Regions from separate parts of the Sus scrofa genome. Here region 2 is linked to region 1. Evidence: chromatin contacts called from public Hi-C data. All regions are on one chromosome and are shown on one strand. Each heading gives the region's core, a stretch centred on a gene start, on an enhancer-like site or on the middle of the called end of the contact. The rest is flanking DNA. Distances are from core to core; before and after follow the strand shown. Region 1 overlaps NALCN (sodium leak channel non-selective protein). Region 2 holds the start of ITGBL1 (integrin beta-like protein 1).

Region 1 (5,350 bases), core at 1,010-3,509:
TTGTTTTTATGCAATTTTTTAGTGTGATATCTAAAAATTGGCATGGATATTCAATATTTTAGATTTCTGGCTATCGTAGTTCCACGTGTCAGAGTGAGTGCTGGAATCCCTCAGAGTGGTTGTTTTTTAAAAGGCTTTCATTTTCTGCTTGGCATATGTTCTTTTATTATTATTATTATTATTAACAAAATATCATATTTACAAATAACATTATGTAGGAGTTTGAGAGCTAAGAAAATGTGCTTTGAGCTGGTTGCAGAAATCCTTTGCAAGAGCCCCAAACAATGCTCCAGTACTTTAGAGTTTTATGGTTTTAGACTCATTACTCCTAGGGCCCAGAGCACTGAGCTGTGTACTGATAGACAAGGATTATGCCCTCAGGTCAGTGATTCACCGACTGAAGGATTTCACACAATTCACTCTCACTGTTTCTTCTTATCTTTCTAGGGCTGACCGTGCAGCATATGGAGGTTCCCAGGCTAGGGGTCCAATCAGAGCTGTGGCCGCCGGCCTACACCAGAGCCACAGCAACTCGGGACCCAAGCCACTTGGTGACCTACACCACAGCTCACAGCAACACTGGATCCTTAACCCACTGAGCGAGGCCAGGGATGGAACCTGTGTCCTCATGGATCCTAGTTAGGTCCGTTACTACTGAGCCACAACAGGAACTTCCCACGTTCACTGTTGGACCTTCAGTTTCCTCATCTGTAAGATATGAAACTTTTCAGCTATTTGAAAACCCATTCCCAGAATGGCCGAATCCCACTTTCATATAAAGGAAATGGTCAGTGACTGGAGAGAAACCATGCACCCCTCTGAGTCTTGTTGTCACCGCCCCACAACGCCCAGTGCCACAGCTCAAGGCTCCACCATCAGACCCTTCATTACTCAGAACAACATCTTTCTCTGCTGATAGCCAACTTCCGGGGGCCATGCACTTAGGGTTGGCCTTTTGTCATCACTGTCGCTTCTGAAATAACTGTGCTTATTGTTATTTAGCCTCTTTTTTTAGAAACCGTCTTTCCCGTATTCTTAGTAGGGCCACTTGATTTCACTTGTCTGTTCATTCATTCAAAATAATTATTTTTGTCAGGTCTATTCTTTCCCACCTAACTTGCTAGAGATGGAGGCAACGAAGAAGAGATTTCTAGGGCCTTTAGTGCCTAGACAGAGAGAGGACATAGAAAAGCAATGACAAGGAGTTGCTGCTGTGACACCATGGGATCAGGAATGTCTCTGCAGCACCAGGATGAAGGTTTGACCCCTGGCCTGGCACAGGGGGTTAAAGAATCCAGTGTTGCCACAGGTTGTAATTGTGGCTCAGATCTGATCCCTGCAACTTAATTCAGTTGCAAGATTTTTGCAAAGTAACACTTTCAATGAGAATGTATGACAACAATTTTATTTTTCTCACTTTTTTTTCCCATATGCCACCGGTCCGCCAAAAAAAAAAAAAAAAAAAAAAAGTGGAAAAGTAATGACTACTGTAGAACAAGAGGATGTTTTAAGAGCTACCTATAGACTCATGATGTTACAGGAGTGTGAGAAGAAGCATCCCATCACTGTGAGTGGTGGATGGATGGTGAGCATGGTTGTCCCTCATTTGTAAGAAAGAACAAAAGGTTTAAAAAAAAAAGCCCACTAACTTACAAAAGAGGTTATTAATTTAATTGTAAGATTTGCACAAAATAAGACTTTCAGTGGGAATTTATGACAATTTTGCTTCCATTTTTCTCACGTGTTTTTCCCCTAGAACTGAAGTTAAGCAGGATGCTGACTTCTCCATGGCCAAATATGATCCAGTTGTTGTAAAAGATATTCTCAGAGGCCAAGCTACAATGTGTTTCTGAACTTTGCATCCCTGAGCACATTCTCAGGGATGCAAAGAAGGAAGTCACAGAATAACAATCCCCTATGCAACAGACAACACTATTTTAAGAGGGTTTTGTTGCTTATTGCATGGAGAAGGTTTCTTTTCTATGTTTAGTGTATGTTCTAAGAGGAAGCCATAAATAGAAGAACACACGTCTAGTTAAACCCATGGAGAGAATCACACACACACAATCTCTGCACTGGGAGAACAGTGAACGTGGTCTTTGCTACCTCGTGTCATGGCTTGTCTCACTCTTGGCAGGCCTGAAAACAAGGTTCATTTTCTTGCTAAAAGCCCTGCTTTTAAACATTGCCACGTACTGACGATAAACATGTTCTGGCTGTTAACCTCCCTTTCAGATTCATCCCAGAGAATCTTCTGGCTAATTCTCTCGCTGGATGCTTTGGAACATGAAGCATCCCGCCCTGGAATTGGCAGGGATGAGGCTACTTACTGATTTTGGAAAACTGTTTTTTTTCTTTTTGGGCCATACTCGCGGCAGATGGAAGTCCTCAGGCTAGGGGTCTAATCGGAGCTACAGCTGCAGGCCTACGCCACAGCCACAGAAATGCGGGATCTGAGCTGCATCTGCGACCTACATCGCAGCTCAGCACCACACCAGATCTGTAACCCACTGAGGGAGGCCAGTATCTAACCTGCATCTTCACAGAGACACCATCAGGTCCTTAACCCTCAGGACCACAACGAGAACTCCTGATTTTGGAAACTTTTAATTGCTCTGCCTGGACTTTTAGAGGGACTAGAATACAAGACGACTAATCTGCGGCAGGAAAAAATATTGACATCACAGATCTTCTTATAAAAAGTAAATCTGGAACTGTTTCTAAGAAATTAGGAGATAGATTTGTCCTTACTATTAAATGGACAGTACTTTAATATGATTTTTCCATTTTCCCATTCTCCCCTGAATGGCTAGACAGGCAAAGCCATAAAGAACTGAATCCAGGAGTTCCCATCGTGACACAGTGGTCAACAAATCCAACTAGGAACCATGAGGCTGCGGGTTCGATCCCTGCCTTGCTCAGTGGGTTAAGGATCCGGCGTTGCTGTGAGCTATGGTGTAGGTGGCAGACGCGGCTCGGATCCTGCATTGCTGTGACTCTGGCATAGGCCAGCGGCTACAGCTTTGATTAGACCCCTAGCCTGGGAACCTCCATATACCTCGGGAGTGGCCCTAGAAAAGGCAAAAAAAAAAAAGAACTGAATCCATCATGTACCAAGGTGGTAAAATTAAATAGTTTTTCAAACATCGTAGGAAATTTAAACACACTATTTCATTTAAAAATGTTTTAAATCGTCATCTTACCTTGTTATAATTGAATGGTTTCTTTAATTACATATTTTCTCCAGGTTTACTTCCTTATCTATACCTATCACTACTCTGACGATATGGATAAGGGACAAGGACCAGGAGACTAGCCTCTGAGCCAGAATCAGGCAATGAGGGGTATGTGAATGTATTTCAAAAAGAGCATTGCGAAGGCAAAGTACCAGGACACAGAAAATTCAGTGACCAGCTCTAACCCGGAAACCCTTGAACCCAAGGCAAGAGCTACTCAAGCGCTGACTCTGCTCCCTTTTCTTCAGGAATTAGGACAATAGTGTGGGAAGTTATCTGCAAGAGGTCAGATGGCAGGATGGTGAGTGACACCCCCAATTTGAGGCCAATATTATAGTATTTCAGTTGGTGATTTCGCCAATTAACAAATGTATAGCAAGGAGCAATTTCCTCTTCTTCTCATGAGGATCATAACACTCAATCTATGAGATCAGCAATTACAAATAAAAAGTGCCTCAGACAGGTTAGGAGCTAAAAATGTGTTTACATTTACTGCCTATGGCTTGGCCAAGTTTTATGGCTGGAAAAGAGCCTTTTTTTTTTTTTTTTTTTCACTCTTAAGGCTTCCATCCTTTTGGGATGGTCAAAGGATGCCAATTATGGTTTTTCCAAATATATGCCGAGGAGTAGGACTGCTGGATCATATCGTAGTTCTATATTTAGTTTTTTTTTTTTAGGAACTTCCACACTGTCCTCCACAGTGGCTGCACCAACTTGCATTCCCACCAACAGTGTAGGGGGATTCCCTTTTCTCCCCACCCTCTCCAGCATTTATTGTTTGTAGACTTTTTGATGATGGCCATTCTGCCTGGAGTGAGGTGATATCTACTATACATCACCGGGAAATTTATTCAATACTGTGTAATAACTTATATGGAAAAAGAGTCTGAAATGGAATGGATATACATTTATATGTGTGTGTGTATGTGAATATACACACAGAACTGATTTACTTTGCTGTAGGCCTGGAATTAATACAACTTTGTGAGTCAACTATATTCCGATTATTATGTTTTTTAAGGATGCTAAGGGCTCCCTAATGGTAAGAACATCCATCTACCTGGAACGTGAAGGCCAGGCAAGGATTTAGGAAGTGCCAAAGCGCCTGTCCCCAGATGTCCTGGAGCACAGAGTGCACTTGCCAATTCAATCGCTAGGCTTAAAAACACGTGAGTCACTGAATAAACAAAAGGGAGATGCCGGCCCTGCAGTTCCCAGAACTCGTGGACAATTTGTTTCTTTGGGAGAATGACAAAGAGGCTCTAATCACCTGATGCGTTTTAGACAATTCTAGGGAAACAAGCTTCAAGGGACAAAGACGCTCAAATCACCCCCAGGTGGCGCTCTAGCAGCTAAAAGCTTAGTCTTTGAAGATTCAAGACATCTCTTAAAAAGCCATGCAAATCTATGTTCCCATCCATAACACATCTTTGGGGATTTTAATGTGAAACTAAAGTTTTATATCCTTGATTTCTAACCATCTGGCTATCTTGGCCCTGCCTACAAATGCAAATCCACAGAGTTACTTCGTACTCTGTATTTTCACAAAGCTCCCCAGGCGGTTTTCTCTGCTAAAGAGACCTAAACCCTAGAAATGAATTCCCAAATGGACTGTTGGTTCTGCTCTAGTCACTGCATGCTACCACGGCTTCTATCCTGGGGAAGAGCAGGGAAGGCTGGTCTGGTGAACTTGAGACATCAAAATTATACTACGTGGGATTTCTGCGAAGGCAACTACAGTAAACACTACTTTCCAGGGGCTGAATTGGCAGGCTCCTCATTTCACATTCACCTAGTAGATTCGGAAGTTCTAGCACATCATCTCAGAATTCAGTCCTAAAATAAACAATCTTTAACCCCTTCCTCATACATCCCATTCAGAACTTTTCTCCTAAGCATGTGCTGCTTACAACTCAAGAAGAATGAGGAGTTCCCGTCGTGGTGCAGGGGAAATGACTCCGACTTGGAACCATGATGTTGAGGGTTCGACCCCTGGCCTTGCTCAGTGGGTTAAGGATCCGGCCTTGCCGTGACCTGTAGTGTAGGTGGTAGACTCTGCTCGAATCTGGCGTTGCTGTGGTGTCGGCCAGCAGCAACAGCTCCCATTCAACCCC
Region 2 (5,817 bases), core at 937-3,436, 70 kb after region 1:
CACAGTTTCAGAGGACTGTTTGAATTCCCCAAAGAAGTGTTCAAAACTCAGTTCCCTATTCCACAAGGATTCTTTTTTTTTTCCCTCAGAAAATATGCAAAAAGTAATACATGACTCATTTATTAAAAGTTCCATGTTTTCACAGCAAATTCCTAGGGAGGCTTTGGAATTGATGCTGCCCTTCCTTCTACGCTTCCCATAGTCTCTGAGTCACCAGACTTTTCAGATGTTGGCAGGAGAGCCTGTTCCTACGTCCTCACAGCGTTACACGTGGCCAGGAAGGCGAAGGGTGCCGGGAGTGGAACTAGGCGTGCATATGAGTCCCATTCTTAGATCCAGGCATCCGTGACCCCAGCCCGGGGCCCCATGGTTTGCAAAGCTCCCTCAATATGAGGTGCAAATAGAGTTCCCAGGGATATTGGTAACAGGCAGCCTGTGCATCTGTAGGTCTGGGGGTGGGACCTGAGAACTTGCCTTTCTAAGTTCCCTGGTGCCGCTGCTGGAGCTGGTTCACAGATCACCTTCGGGAAATGACTGGTTTAGGGACTCTGATTCCCCTCCAGCCACACCCCCTCCCCCAGAGGATAAGCAGTTCCTGTGATCCAGGGCACCTGCCAATGTGAGCCTTTGCTGATCCTTCTAAACCACACTCTGGGTACCCCGGACTCCAGAATTCCCCACCCAGATTACTCTCTGGCTGGTGCACGCCTCTGTCCAGTCTGTCCTCCTGGTGGCAGATTCGGCCACCAGCGTGTACACGCTTGGGCAAAAGTCGACAAAGGGTCAGCCTTTGAAGGAGGCTTAGCTGCCTGGGCTAGGATGTGCCCCAGGCAGACAGACCCCTTTCGGGTACAGATGGAGTCTGGAGAAGCAAGAGAAAAGGATTAGGCTCTCTGTTCAGGGCACCTTCAAGCCCCAGCAGGAAAATCTGCGCCTTGGTCTTTTATCTCTCCCTGCAAATTACAGAGAGAGATCCGTCCTGTTGCATCATCTCCGGCTTTAAGGCCAGAGTCGCAGCTTGTATGGTTCTATTTCCTGGGATCCTCCGCATCTAAAGCTCTTCTTAGCGCAAAGGAAAGATGTTTCCTCCCTTCCGTAGATCCGTCCACAATACCTTGCTCCAGGGACCACACAGGTGTGGGCTTTCAGGTCTCCCTCGAACTTCCTATGTGGATTGGGGCAAGCCGGCCAATTTTGAGCAGAGGTCAGTCTTTGGTCTCAGTTTCTTGATCTTTATAATGGGAATGACAGTGCCCTTCACTCTGCCACCTCTTCACCATTTCCACTCAACTTCCCTCTACTTCTCTTTCAGCCTTTAATTCAAATGCTATCTTGATTAGATCTGATGAATGGAGCCAAGCTGGGAGTAACTTGCAACTTTTCCTCCTTTTAGATTTGTGGTTTTATTTTGGGTATTGTCCACTTGCCCAGGGATCAGGTCTCCTTAATTCCCTGTTGTGCCTTTTCTGTCTGGCACACAGCCTGGTAGCCGGTGGATGCTTAACCTGTGTTTGCTACGTGAGTAAATGAATGTGTGGTTATTGGCACGGTTGAAGATAAAACATACCAAGCGACCAGCACATAGTAGGTGCTTCACAAGTGACACCGACGATTTGTCAGCAGCACTGACATTGTAATCATACATGTTATTTTCTCATACTTAATCTGTGGGGGAGGATGGGGTGAACTCGGGACAACTGCAGTTTGAACCATCCAAGTCAAGAAAAAAATGTGCTGTGATAAACCACTGGCCCAAACAACTAGAAGCATGACACACTTTGTAACAGCTTAGGAGACGAGAAACCTATTTTTTATTTTTTAATTGTTTGCCTGCACCTGTGGCATATGGAAGTTTCCGGGACCAGGGATCAACCCTGAGCCACCGCAGTGCAGTGACAGCACGGAACCTTAATCGCTAGGCCCCCAGGGAATTCCAAGAGACCCATCATTTAAAACAAGGGCTCAAAAACACAAGAAAAAAGGGATATTTTGTCAATTGTTCCTGCCCCCAGCAACTCACACCCCAAATAGTCAAACAGTGTATCTTCTTGAAAAGTATGTCGTGAAAGTAATCCCGCCCCAATGTTCCCGCTGACCTCACGAGTCAGAAGAGGAAGCGTCCCCACTTCCCCCTCCCATCTTCGGGATCATTTGATCTGTCCCTTTAATATCAGCCAGCTCAATATCCTCTTGTCAAGTATTTCTGGGGCCTGAACTTGAAGAAAGAAACGATTTTCTTAAATCTGTGAACAGGACTTTTTTTTTAATGTCAAAATAAACCATCTGCTTGTACAACTGTTTCTAATTACCTCCCTGCCTAGACTCTCCACTTGAGGAGTTTGGTACCAGCACCCCGCCCAGAACGGTGCCGCTGCCCAAATCCTCGCAGGCAGCTCATCAAGGCACTCGCAGCTCCGGGGAAAGCCCGGGACCTGCACGCCTGGGCTTCTGGGGGTCCGTCTGCCCGGCCATCTGCCCGTGGCCCCTCTCCCCCTGCAGCCTCCCCTCCCCCCGGGGAGCCCCACCTGGCAGAAGCGCGGCTGCCTCCCGGCCCCCCTGGGACACTCAGCATGCGTCCCGCCGGCTTCAGGAACTTCTTGCTGCTGGCGTCCTCCCTTCTCTTTGCGGGACTGTCAGCTGTTCCCCAAAGCTTCTCGCCATCCCTGAGGTAAGTCTGGTTTGTTTTTCTTTAAGACAGATCTGCCCTGCTTTACGTGGCAGAACTCAAGGTTGGGGATGGCCGCCTTAAGCCAAGAGCAGTTAGAAAGTTGGACGCGGGATAAACTATTTTCAACCTGTTCCTTTCCTTATATCTACACAGTGTGCTGCTTTACCCCTGTCCTGTTGCTTTTCCTTTGGAAAAAATACAATCATTGAATCAATATATGACTTCCTCCTATTCCAATACATAGCAAGAGGAACTTGTGCCAACCTCTGTGTACCTGTGTTTTCTCACCACCTATAAGGCAGAATTATTTCACGGGGTCTGTGTTACATTTTGCAGTACATTCTGAGAGTCACATCACAATAACGAAACTTTCATGTTTTTTAAAAAATGTTTTATTATAGCTGATTTACAATATTCTGTCAATTTCTGCTGTACAGCGAAGCCACCCACATTCTTTTTCTCACTGTATCCTCCACCATGTTCCATCACAAGTGATCAGATATAGCTCCTTGGACTACACAGCAGAATCTCATTGCTTATCTGTTCCAAATGCAATAGTTTGCATCTACTAACCCCAGACTCCCAGTCCCTCCCATTCCCTCCCCCTCCCTCTGGGCAACCCCAAGTCTATTAAACGTGTACGTTTTAAAAGTAAAGGTTATAAGCATATTGCAACTTGAAAAAACGCTATATCCTGTGCTCTCATAACATGTATAGCTCTTTCTATATACTCATCTCTTCTTTTTCAGAAAATAACTGCCCCTAGCTAGCCGCAGGACTTTTTAAAGAGAACTGAAAAGTCAGCCAAGTGTCATAGTTTGGATTAATTCTTACTTAAATGCGCATGTAAGATTCAGCGGCAAATTACCAAGAGGTAGGGCCGGGTCACTTAGTCCACCTGGCATACGGTCCTGTTCCTAGGTGGGCAGGTCACCTCTTAGACACCTTGGGTCTGGTCACTTCTTCGGTGGTGGCCCACGGCTGGTGGCAGCTTGGCCTCCAAATGGGGGGCCTCGGGCTTCCTATCCAGAGGGTTGTACGTCTCCGTTTGGGGTCTGGGTGGACCCTGGGAGGCAAGGTGAAGGCAACGTGGGTTCGGATCACAGGGGCAGTGTCTGGGCTTGACCGTGGCCCTGCTGTGGTTTGTCGCCCCTGCAGAAGCGGGCCGGGCGCCGCGTGCAGGCTGTCCCGGGCCGAGTCGGAGCGCCGGTGCCGGGCGCCCGGGCAGCCCCCAGGGGGCGCTCTGTGCCACGGCCGCGGCCGGTGCGACTGCGGGGTCTGCATCTGTCACGTGAGCGAGCCGGGCGTGTACTTCGGGCCCCTGTGCGAGTGCCACGAGTGGGTGTGCGAGACCTACGACGGCAGCACCTGCGCAGGTAAGGGGGCGGCGCTGGTCCCGCCGCGTGGCCCCGCGGGCTGCACGCGCTCCCGGGGCTTCTGCCACTTCCTGGGGAGGGAAAGGTGGGGACAACCCCTCTAACAGCCCTGGAAATTAGTGCCACCGCGAAGGCCTCCCTGTTGGTAGTCAGTGCTGGAGTCATCTTGTAACACTGATCCCCGCCCTGGGGTCCAAACGTAAGTGCAAATAATATTTGTAGATTCACTTAATTATCAGTCTCACTTGGCTTTTGAATTCCTTATGACGAACCAAATCTCCCACCTTCCTCATACATGGAGTTGTTACGCTGGGCTCTCCTACCCCAGTCATAAATGTTAAACATAATATTTGCAGAAATTAAGCCTGTATTTTTTTTTTTTTTAATTGAGGTGTAGTTGGTTTACAGTGTTGTGTTTGTTTCTGGCCTTTATTTTGTTTTTACCAAAGAAACACAGAGGAATCTTATTTTCCTCAATTCCAGGGAAGCAGATTGTGTCTTTTGAACGCGAATTTGCCCTCTCCTACTGAGGGGGAGAGTTTACAGGTGAGAAAATTGTAACAAGGAAAAAACAAGCAGGCCCCTCTTTACTTGGAAGTGATGGCTTTTGCATTGTTTTAACTGCTCGCATGGTTTGGCTTGCATGGTTTGGTGTTTTGTAAGGTTGGCATGAAAATAAATTGATCCCCCTTGGACATTTTGAAGGAGTGATTCGGGTCCTGATGCTGGAAAGGGTCAAGCTATTTCTTTGCAGAGAACACCCCTCATCTCTAGCCCGTTCATGTAACCGTGCCATGTACTCAGGGCCAGGAACTTCAGTTAGGTCACTGTCCATGATGCAGACACTCTGCCAGTGTAAGGACAGCACAGTGCATTTCCAGCAGACTTGTAGGAAAAAAAAATCACCTTATTTTACCCACAGTATAGCTGATAATGAGACTCCAACACTACCGGAGAGATCAAGAATGAGTTCACAGCAAAAAAAAAGAAAAAAAAAAAAGAAAAGAAAAAAGAAAAAATTCCCCCCCTCCCCCCGGCACCTGGGCCCAGAAGTGCCTGGAGGATACTTAATATGCAGGTTCTTTGGTCATGAAAAAAAAGTCACATTAGTAATTCAAGGGGCACAGGTGCTTCTGTGTGCTTGTTTAGCTTTGAAGGCTGCAACTCAACCCTTTAAATGCATTGGATGTCACAGCTTATTTTTCCTTTGTCAGCCTCACCAGCTGCCGCGTTATTAAGGGCGGCCCTTTGGAATGAAAGCTAAGTATGGTCTAATATTTCATTCCAAATTCAACGGTTACCTGGCTTCTCTGGCTTTTATTGCCTCTGGCAAGGCCTCTTCAATATCATGACTTCTGAACACATCTTACTGGACGTTTTGCATCGTTCTTTCATTGGAAACCTAAGAAGTAGGATGCAGTCTGCAGCCAGTGAAGCTGGTCTGGGTTGCCATCGGATAAAACTCCCTGCTTGAAGACGCTGATCTGTTTCCTTTCTGTAAACCATGCAGAGGGCATGCTGTGGCATATGTGCCCTTGTTTACGGCCCGTGGAACGTGGCAAGTGATTTGTTGTTTCCTGCTGACGTCTTAGGCCCTTCCTTCCTCCCTGGTGCAAAACGCAGCGGAGTCCTGCCTGGTTTGGTTTGCTGGTGTGTGCATTCCTGTGGGAGGCAACACGCTTCCCTTTATTTAGGGGGTAACCAGAGTGAGAGAAGCCTGTTCGTTTTCTGTTCTCATCTTTCTGACTGTTGCTAGCTGACATCTACTCTGCG

What was found. Hi-C and Micro-C count contacts between places; a contact is called where the count stands out from the background.
Region 2: a Hi-C map of adipocytes shows a contact between it and region 1, with 2.0 times the contacts expected there. The contact joins the promoter of ITGBL1 here to the enhancer-like site in region 1. A contact is called at or near these places in 3 of 47 Hi-C or Micro-C datasets (adipocytes, embryonic fibroblasts and skeletal muscle) and 1 of 2 datasets of contacts at active chromatin or transcription factors (skeletal muscle).

What each region holds. Positions count from the first base shown.
Region 1 is chr11:69,969,517-69,974,866 of Sscrofa11.1, forward strand. The region is part of intron 6 of NALCN (sodium leak channel non-selective protein); the gene reads right to left. Among named protein-coding and RNA genes, the nearest start is that of NALCN, 51 kb to the right of the region's middle. Within about 2 kb of position 2,260, at least 3 of the 83 cell types and tissues checked have an H3K27ac peak or open chromatin away from gene starts, as enhancers often do.
Region 2 is chr11:70,039,865-70,045,681 of Sscrofa11.1, forward strand. ITGBL1 (integrin beta-like protein 1) reads left to right here and starts at 2,187. Exons shown (of 11, transcript XM_005668526.3): 1 at 2,187-2,668; 2 at 3,827-4,044. The coding sequence starts at 2,571.